2 separate regions of the Anser cygnoides genome follow, and region 1 is linked to region 2. Evidence: chromatin contacts called from public Hi-C data. All regions are on one chromosome and are shown on one strand. Each heading gives the region's core, a stretch centred on a gene start, on an enhancer-like site or on the middle of the called end of the contact. The rest is flanking DNA. Distances are from core to core; before and after follow the strand shown. Region 1 overlaps GATAD2A (GATA zinc finger domain containing 2A). Region 2 overlaps GNG7 (G protein subunit gamma 7).

Region 1 (4,895 bases), core at 211-2,710, 270 kb before region 2:
TCTGAAACCCTTAATTTGTAGGGTCTGCACTGTAAAGCTGAATCCGTCCTGAATCGGGTTTTTCTGTGCCCCGTGTACCAACTGGCCAGCTCTGACTGCGGAGTTTGTTCAAATCTGGTTAACAACGAACGATGCTTTGTTAACAATGACAACCCCAAACCTGCAGCTTCCAAGATGCTTTAGTGGATAAACACAAATCCTGCCAAAAAATCCTTCCAAACCATTTTTTAAGTTGATACCTTGCAAATTTACAGCTCAGCTGAGCCGCACAGTCTGGCTTTCGAACTCAGAACGAGAGCATCTTTGGTGCAGTTCCTGAAAACCGTCGCAGCCCTGTGCAGGAACGCCTCGAGTGTGTCAGAGGAAGGGTGAGAGCAAAGTTTTGAGCGTGGCATTTACAGTACTGTACAGCTGTAGATCTGCTCCTTATCTTCTGGAGAAATTAACCACTTCAGCACAAGTACACCAGTCAGCCCGACTGGTCCCCTCAAGGAAAAAAGCTGCTTTTCTAGGAAATGGGATAGCTACAAATAGAGCTTCGAGAATACAGTTCTCTACTAGAACTGGTAAAAGCTATTAGTTATCCAGGTCATGGTTGTATTTCCTCAATTACCTCTAATTTGGAGGGTGGTAAAGACCAAAATCTGAGAAGGATCAGACGCCCTCAGTGCTGGAGGAAATGTCTTACATGTTTTAATTCTAAGAGCACTTGCTGTTAGCAATGTATTAACATCAGCTCTCTTCTGCTTTCCCTGTCCAGGGTTTCAGAGTATACAGATATTGATACCAGTGTGAATTAGTAATTTAAATATTTTTGAATAAGGAGTCAACAAAAAAGTATAAAACTGAAAGTGTTCATTATTGTGCTCCGAAAGGAGGCAATTCATACTTAAAATTACTTTGTGAATAGCCCAGCGGTCCCGTTGCCCTCAGAGACTGCCCCAAAGAGTCAGGGGAGGCAAATGCAACGTGTGCGCAAGAGGGGAGGAAATCAGCAGATGACGATAAAATCACCTGATTGCAGATGTGGACTGTGGCACAGCCCAGAGTTTCATTTAGAAGGGAAAGTCAGCGAGCAGCAGTCCCGCTGGTGCGGAGCCGGGTGTGGGGTCCTGCTTCCCGTGGGACCGGGGCAGCTAGGGCTCACAGGGATCCGAGCCATTTAGGATCTCGTCAGAGTTTTCTCCGACTAGTTAATTCTTCTCCTAATCAGGGTCAAGTTCTGATGAGCCACGTGACAGTGATCAGTAAACAAGCAAGAGGTGCTTGTTTACAGCCATCCCTCGCCGGAATGGCTCTGTGGGTCTGACTCACTGTTTGCCAGCGAAACGTTTGTGTCCGAAGCTGCAGGTCACGAGCCTAACCGAAGCAATCTGCGCCGGGCTGCGGAGGACCAGTTTTGGGAGCTGGAGATGGTCTTTGGCAGATCTTTAAATAAAAGCAATGCCGGCTGAACTTTGTGCTCTCCCACTTCTGAGCAAAATCGATAGTCCATGAAGCGCTTGTTGAATTGGAGCAGAGCTCCTAATATATCCCCTTCCAGCCATAAAAGTGCTTATTAGGGACAGGGTCAGATAATATCACACTGAAGCACCATCTCTGGCTCGGCAGTATTTGCATATGTCTGCTGCTTTCCCCATTTCCTGAATAACTTACTGATCTTTTTTTTTTTTTTTTTTTTTCAGTTCAGAAAGATTAATTTTCATTTCTGTTTGGGGCTATTCACCTCAGTGCTTAGACCGTGGAATTTTGACCGTTTCCAATCTCGCATCCCGCTTTGCTGCAGAAAACCTTTAAGTGTTACTCCCTGCGGGTGGGAGATGGGCAGACAGACCCCATGGTACGGCTCATATAGGGACTGAAGGGCAGATTCTTCTTGTCAAAAAGCACCCTTTTACCTCCTCATCCTATTCCTGAACTATTTTCCAGAAATTCTGTCTTGAGCAGCTGGTGGTGACTGCAACTTGCGCTTGCAGGAACACAGTTTCAGCAGAAAATAAGTAAAGGAAGGTCTCTTGGTCCCAAATCTATGGAATTCCTTTCATTCTTAGCATAAGCCATCTTAAAATTGTATTCCTGTAATTTCTAGCACCGTCGTAGCACGATTACAGTTTTATCCTTTTTTCCCTTTAAATATTTAAATATATAGTCTGTTAATTTCAAACTCCTAGCCAGCAATGTAAAAGGTGGAACGATACATTCTCTACAAGGTCCTGGGGCTGTCTTTTTTTTTTTTTTTTTAAATGAAAGATTGCAGTCTGTCATCCTAGGACCGGACACCAGGTCAACACCCCCCCCCGTACAGCCCCTGGTGTACGGTGGAAACCAGGTGAGCCTAACAGATAGAGCCACCGGTCTGAAGCATTATTCCGAGCTATCTGTGCTTCTTGATCCTCTGGACCATCCAATGATGTTCTCTGCCCTAACTAAAGCACGTATCGGCTGCCGAGCTTCAGGACCTGCTTAGCCTGTTCTGTATGCCAATATTAGCATGTTCCCGTGCGTCTTGCATCTGCTGCTGGTTGCAGGAAGATGACCAAGTCTTCCAAATCGAGTTTTACTTCTTGTTCTTCTTTGACCTGTCATTCCGACGTGCGTTATCTTGAATTTGAGAAAAGGCCTAATCTCAGTTTTCCTTCTGGGATACTTGCGAATTTGGCACAAATTTTACATCTTATTTTTTTCTGGTCACATCCCAGTACCAAATTCTGCTCTTGTCGCAACAAAATTAACTTCCTAGTGTATGTTACGTTGGGTGGCGTTTTTATGAGGTGTGGTAGTAGGGTGTACAGGAAGGATGAAGTAGGATGAAGTATTTCATCCCTGATAACACCTATGGACTTTGCATTTGGAGTGAGGGAAATACCTTTGCAAGAACAACTTCATGTTGGACTTCATGGCTCCAGCCAAGTTTTACTCTCTTGACGAGGTGTTCGGCGTTAACGCCGAGTCTGGGCTACGTAATGTCAGTTTTGGCTACCAGAATCAATAGCGGTGCCGGTCCCTGGGCTTATGCCACATTCCTAAGTGAAAATCACACGCAAGTGAGTATTTGGGGGAACCTGCTGGGTCGGCTCCATGCCGAAATACGGGTGATAACTGATAGGACAGATGGAACCAACCGAGGTGCCCCTGGCCGGGCCGGCAGGCACCGCTCCCACCGTGGCCACCCGCAGGCTGCAGGCCCGGGGCCCGGGGAGAGGCATGGCCGTGGTGCGGCTGCTGCCTCCGCCGGCAGCGTCACCGTAACGACACGCCCAGGGCACGCCGACCGACTTCCAGCACTCCTTCTCCCACCTGACCATACCCTCTCTGCCTGACGCTTAATTGCGTGCGTGTAATCAAGGCCCAGGTGAGGAGCGGTGAGGTAACACTGCTGTGTGGCGCTCCTGTACCGTGCAGCATCCGACACGGAAAGGCTTGGCCAAAGTGGAGCTGTTGGCTTACTTAAACGGCTCCTGAACTATTGGATTTTAATTTGAACGCAGCACTTAATTTAGATTAAAATCCAATAATGTTAATAGTCTGATGTTGCCTATTTCAATAAAAGCGTCCCTCGGTGATGCATGGCGCTCAGGTATTTCGTTGGATAGTTCAGAGGCCCAAAAGGAGAGCATTTGGCTTAGAGGAGCGCTGACACTGAGCCGTGAAGATTTTAGGTGCTATTTTAGATAGGAGGGGACTGCTCTAATCGTGTTTCACCAGCTCTCTCTTACTCCACCTGGCAAAGATGTTGAGGTGATCTGTTTAACACAGGGGCAAGGCACCGGTGCTTGCCCTTTCAGGTGTCTGGTTTGGGTTGTTTGGACCCAAGTAGCATCAGCTTTATTTTTTTCTGAACCCAAGATACGTATTTACAGAACTTTTGAACTCCGAACTCTTTAAAGTCAGACTGACACAGGTAGATCAATTATTTTTTTCCTTAATTTGAGGTTTCACAGAACTTGCCTCCCAAAAGCACGTTAGGAATAGTCTCACTTCAGCCGTTTACACAAACGTGTTGCAGAGTTACTTCACCTGCATGCACTTCTGTGTTGCAGAGTTACTTCACCGTATGCAGGCACTTCTAGGAACGCACAGCTCTGTGGCAGCGGTGGTTCTCTCGCGGACAGAGCCAGCAAGCTGCCGCACTCGTTTCTCACTGAAAGAGCAGCAGCTCGCGTCTTTGTTAAGTCATTACAACACTGCCGCACCTTCCAGGTGACTTCGTTACGAGTCCCTCTGGATGCTACCGCGGTGCCGTCCCCCAGCAACGTGGTCCCCCAGGAGAAGGAGGTCTTTACCGAAATGAAAAAAATCAGCAGCTCCTCTTAATCCGCTCCTAAAATATTTCCTAAATAATCACTTGCTTTGATGTTTTAAGTAAGGGGATGAAAGAAAAGCGTAAGGCGGCGTGCTCTTCGGCCTGTGGTAGCGTTTCTGCGCATGGCGTTTGAAGGACTCGGTGGTTGGGTTGGTTTCCTAGGGTTAGGGTTACCTGACCTGCAACAGCGAAGGGCTAAGGCCAGCCGCCCGTGGGGGCCTCGCCACTCTGGCATTTTTTATGTAAAAAAAAGTAGTTGGCCAAATTTGGGATGATGTGCTGATCGTGAGACCGTTGCTGTCTGAAATCCTCTGTGCTCGAGTGCGGGGTATAAACAAGTGGTTGGAACCCACAGAGCCGGCTCCCCGTCTTTTCACAGGACCTACAAACTAATTTTCAGCCTCAGAATTAAGTCATCAAAATTCTAAAGAACTTTGCTAATTATTCTGCTTCCAAATCACTTTCAATCAGCATCACACTTGGAAACGCGTTGGCGGGGAGCATCGCACACAAGGTCTGGCAGAAAATTGCTTATCGGGCAACCTCCTCCCTAGGTCTCTGTGACATCCCTCCCGTTTCTAAATTCATGCTT
Region 2 (4,823 bases), core at 1,911-4,410:
GAGCCGCGCGGCTGCAGCGAGGCGTGGTGCTGTGCGAACTGGAAGGAGGCAGGATGGGCCCTGGGGAAGGAGCCTCCTCCCCTGCTCCCGATTCCTAAGCAGCGACGCTGCGAGAAAAAGACTCTTTTCCAGGAGGAAGCAGCACCTCCAGGTGGGAAGGCTTCATCTGGAAGACAGCTGGCTCCTTCAGCAGCGAGTGCTGCGGCCCCCGAGCTCCTGCGGGCTGCAGAGCCGCGCTCCAGCAGTCGTGCTCAGCCCTGCCGCGACCCCGGCACCGACCCGGCCGTCGGCTGCGGCGGTGCTGCCCTCAATTCTCATGTCATTACCCCCTGGAAAAAGCAGGCAGGTTTGGCTCGTTAGGCAGCTGGCTTGCGAGCAGCTACTCGTGGCCATCCCCTGTTCATTTGCACGCCCCAATAAATCCCCGCCGCCCGGCAGCGTGCGCTGAGCGGTTATCTCGGGGCGCTCCAAAACAGCGCAGGCAGCGTTAGGAAGGGGAAGAGCTGCCTCCACGTCACGCCGTTCCTACGTCCGCACCGTGAACTTGGCGGACCTCGTTATGGCAAAGTCCGCAGCTCATTGATAAAACAATTCTTCACCTGGGTAAGGAGTCAGCAGGCAGCTGGAGGAAAGGAAAAAAAAAAAAAAACAACAACAACAAGCACTGGGCTGTAATTTGCGTTTGCAACAGCGCAAGATCACCTGCTTGTACTTTTCCAGCTTCCTGTTTATGGAACAGGGCCGATGAATCAGCCGAGGCAGGCTCCTTAAGGGAACTCGTGGGCCCGCGGCAGCGCCGTGCCGGGGCGAGAGGCGCAGCCCAGCGCCGGCCCCGCAGCGCCCCACGGCCACGGGGACGCGCTCGGCGAAGCGGGGGGCACGCTGCCGTGTGGCGGTGGCATCGAACTACGGTCGGTTTAGTCCTTGAAAAGCGACACCTGTGAGTCAGAAATGAAGCTTTGCTCGGCGGGCACGGCGCCCACAAGGTGCAGGCACCTGCCTTCCCTTGCTCCTGCGCCGACCAGCGCCCCGCAGCTCAGCACCGCAGTCTGGCACCCGGCGAGACCCCCACGTGCCTTGCCTCGTGCAAGTGCGCAGAGCAGCGCCAGTCGCACGGAGCTGGCGGTTTTATGGCAACAAAACCCAAAGCTGCAACTTCTTCTGCTCCCTTCTTGGCCACCACCGCCGCGTGGGACCCCCGGAGGATCCAGGAGCTGTCCACGATGAGCTGTGGGCTGGTGACCGCGCAGCTCCTCTCGTCCCTCCTTCGATTTCCAGCTGCCAGCTGCAGCCACGAGCTCGCACCAGGGCAGGAGCTGTGCGGAGATGGAGCCGAATGCAGCCGTGGGGATTTGCCCGGTGCTGAGGCCCGGACCTCGGCACGTGCCGGGGGACCCGGTGTGACCACGGCGGTGCTGCGGGACGGCTCCGCCTGGCGGGACTTCACAACCGGCTCCTGCACCCCGGTGAATAATTAACTAAGCACGTCATTAACGACTGGAAGCCCTCAGCACGGAAAGAAGATGCAGTGGGTCGCTGCGAGGCACACGAAGGGTGTCCTCGGGAGTTTTTTTTTTTAAAGCCAAAACAAACTTTGAAGATGTCACTCGGGCAGACGGCCGTGTAAGGCGTTTGGAAAGAAGCCAGGCCGAAGCGTGCTGGAGTAAGGTGCACGTGGTGCAGATCGGGGTGACACGCGGGACACAGCGAGGGCACCCCCCTTCCGAGCTTCATGTTTTCAATAAATCTGCGCCTGGAGAAGGACAGGGGGGTGCCTGCAGGGGAAGCACGGGACGGTGGGGACAGCCAGGTCTCGTGCACGTCCTCCTGCCCCCATCACATCGCCCGGCGGCAGATAAACACACGCACACACCCCGGCTTCCTTCCTGCAAGAGGGGAGGACGCTTCGGTGTTTCTGCACGGCCGCAGAGAGCAGCAGCACCTGCCCGGGGCAGGCTTCTCCCCTCCCAGCACTCGTTGTGACTCCGCAGAGCGGTAACGCCACGGGTTTGGCTGCGTCAGGCCGACGGAGAGCGCTCAGCAGGAGATCAATCCTCCCGTGCCCCTCTGCTGCCGGGCACCTTCTGCCCCCGTGGCCAACCCGCCTGCCCCGGCTCCAGTGCAGCACTCCCGGGAAGGGCAGCGCTGCCCGGGGAGCACAGCCGCGTTTTCGGACACCCCTCCATTGCCTTAGCGCAGCGTTAACTCAGGAGTTGTTCAGGCTGTGTAAGCAATTCCAGCGGGGCCCAAGTCACCGCGGTCCTTGCGACACGCCGGCTGCCTTCCCGCTTCCCTGCTCCTCTGTCCGGGCTCGCCGCAGGGCTGAACCCGGGCTGTGGAGGCACTCAGGGAGCTGCAGCGAGGCTCCGCACCTCCACGGCTCTAGGGCGGCGCAGGAAAACCGCCGCTGCGGCGAGCGAAACGCCGCAAGGACCTACAGGGGGAGGTGAAAATCAGGAGAACGCGCGAACATTGCCACGCTGCTATCCAGTGGCGTTTCAAGGTCTAGGCCGACGAGAGGCAGCGATGAAAGGTTTCGAGGTCTTGCAGCACGCAGGCAGGGAGCCAGCCGGGAGCACGGCAAGGGACAGAGCAGCCCCGGGAATGAAGCAACCGAGTCCCGAGTTACGAGTTGGCTGCGGCGCAAGCGCCCCATGAGCTTCTGCCTATTTTTGGGAAGAGCAGCGGAGGACAGAGTCCCAGCAGTGAAGTCAGGACAAGTTCTGGGAAGATCAGGATTTGCTGTTTCAAACTGCTGTGCGTGTTACGAACCGAAAGCACGCGGGGACGCTCCTAGCGGTGCCCAGCACCAGCTCAGACTTTGCCTCGAGGGAAAATCACGGCATGCCCCAGGAGGTCGGGTTTCGTTATTAAACAGAAGAACTGAAAGGATCCCAGCACGAGTGACAGAAGCAGAGGCCTCACGTCCGCATTCCTCACGTTTTCAGCAAAAAGGGTTTGCACCGTTTACAAGCAGGGTGCTTCTGGTACTGCCAGTACCCTGCCGCTTCCACCGCGGTGGGCGCTCGGAGGGCATTCACGCGGGGCTGCCCTGTGCCTGCCCCCCCCAGCACCGGCTCCGCGCAGCCCCCTGACGTCAATGCAGGCGGGCACGGGAGGCGTTTTTGCATCAGCTGGCTCGCCGTGTACCAGGCGGATCACGAAGGCAGCGCGATTTTGGCTGCTGCAGTGCAAACAGCCCCGCGGAGCCATCGCAGCCCCTGAGTCAGCCGCGTGCAGCAGCCGCCCGTGGAGGAGCCGTGACTCAGCAGCAGCTCCCGGCGCAGCGGCCGCCTCCAGCTGAGCCTCCCGGCCGGGCTCCACGCAGGGTTTTGCCCCCCTCGGTCCTCTCCTCCGCCTCCCGGCGTGGGAAGGCTCAGCCTGGACCCCGCTCCGTCCTGGCGAGGGCACCGCGGGGACCACCGGCCCCGCATCGCCCTGCCCCGAAATATCCCGCCGGGGCTCGGGGGGACGAGGGCGAAACTGCCGCCCGTGGAGGCGGCACAACCGCAGCGTGCCGAGCGGCCAGGCTTGCCGCAACATGCCTTGGAGCTGCGAGACGTGCCGGGCCGCCCCGCCAGGCTGACACCCGGCGCTGTTCATCGTTTACGCCGCGCACAGCGCGCCACTCGAGCAAAGCCCTTTCTCTTTTATGCAGCCGGTGCCACCTGCACGCTCCCACCCGCCGCCTCTCCGGCCTAATGGCAGGAAGTATTACGCTAGGAAATAAATATGCACTGATCCCTCTCGTTTCGGAATTCTTCCCATACTTCTCATAGCTGGAAGCGGCCACTCCTAACAGGCTAAATAAGCAGGCGAACATCTGAGTAACTGCTGCAGTTATGCTGCTCTTGTCTCCCCCCTCCAGATAAAAACAGCTGCGAGGTCGCTGGCGATGGAAGTCCCCGAGGAGAAGCATCTGAAGAACGCGCCTCCCGATGCCCAGCGCCTCCAGCAGCTCCTGTGCCCGTAGCCGGGCTTGGCTGGGCGTCCTCTGGGCATCCTCCCCACCAGGAGCCGGGGGGACAAGCTACCGGGGTGGGCTGCAAGCCCCTGCTGAGGAAGGGAGCCGGAGAGATGCTCAGGGGCAGAGAACGTGCTCCTGGAGTGTGGTTTGACCAAAAACCAAAGCTTTCGGAGAAATGCCCACGAGCTCCAGCGGCGTTTTGCTGCAGCGAAGCGCACGTGTGCGCACGCGCTGTGAAGGGTCCCCGTGTCGCTGAGCGGTGGCAGCAACCCCGCAGCCCCAAAGAGGTGCAGAGAGCCATCTGCGCCACAGCGATGCGGGTTTTATAGCGCCTGGTGGCCTGAGGGCAGCCCACCGTGCACACAGAGCACAGGGCAGCAGCAGAGGAGAGGCTTGCGGGGCTGCAGGCACGGCACAACCCGGGGCATTTAACGCACGGCGCTCGAGAGTGCGACACGGGAAGATTCCCTCAGCGGGACTCGACGTCCAGGATCTGTCTGAGAAACAAGCTGGAAGGGATGCACCGAGTACTCAAGCAGCTAACGAACGGCTCTGCGCCCCCAAATCAAGGAGCATCGCCCTGAACCACTCAGCTTCAGCAGGAAAAGCGAGGCAGCAGCGCCCACGCTTCCATGCAGCCCCTGCAGCCCCCCTGCAGGACCCGGTCCCCCAGCACACCCACGGGTGGGCACACAACGGCCCGGGGGCAGCTCAGAAGCTGCCCGAAGGCTCCCTGGGGCTGCTCCCCAAACCCACCCCCCCGAGCTGGGAGCAGCAGGAGGAGCGCTCCTGCCTGCCCTGGGACGAGGGGAGCCCGGCGCTGGTAACCCAGCGCAAAGCCGCCCGGCGGTTCCTG

What was found. Hi-C and Micro-C count contacts between places; a contact is called where the count stands out from the background.
Region 1: a Hi-C map of liver shows a contact between it and region 2, with 2.1 times the contacts expected there. The contact joins two enhancer-like sites. A contact is called at or near these places in 2 of 7 Hi-C or Micro-C datasets (both in liver).

Annotation. Positions count from the first base shown.
Region 1 is chr27:1,432,471-1,437,365 of Taihu_goose_T2T_genome, reverse strand. The region is part of intron 1 of GATAD2A (GATA zinc finger domain containing 2A); the gene reads left to right. Among named protein-coding and RNA genes, the nearest start is that of GATAD2A, 8.6 kb to the left of the region's middle. Within about 2 kb of position 1,460, at least 1 of the 3 cell types and tissues checked has open chromatin away from gene starts, as enhancers often do. A contact at or near this core is called in liver, where this site is marked.
Region 2 is chr27:1,168,443-1,173,265 of Taihu_goose_T2T_genome, reverse strand. All of the region lies in intron 2 of GNG7 (G protein subunit gamma 7), which reads right to left. Among named protein-coding and RNA genes, the nearest start is that of GADD45B, 18 kb to the left of the region's middle. Within about 2 kb of position 3,160, at least 1 of the 3 cell types and tissues checked has open chromatin away from gene starts, as enhancers often do. A contact at or near this core is called in liver, where this site is marked.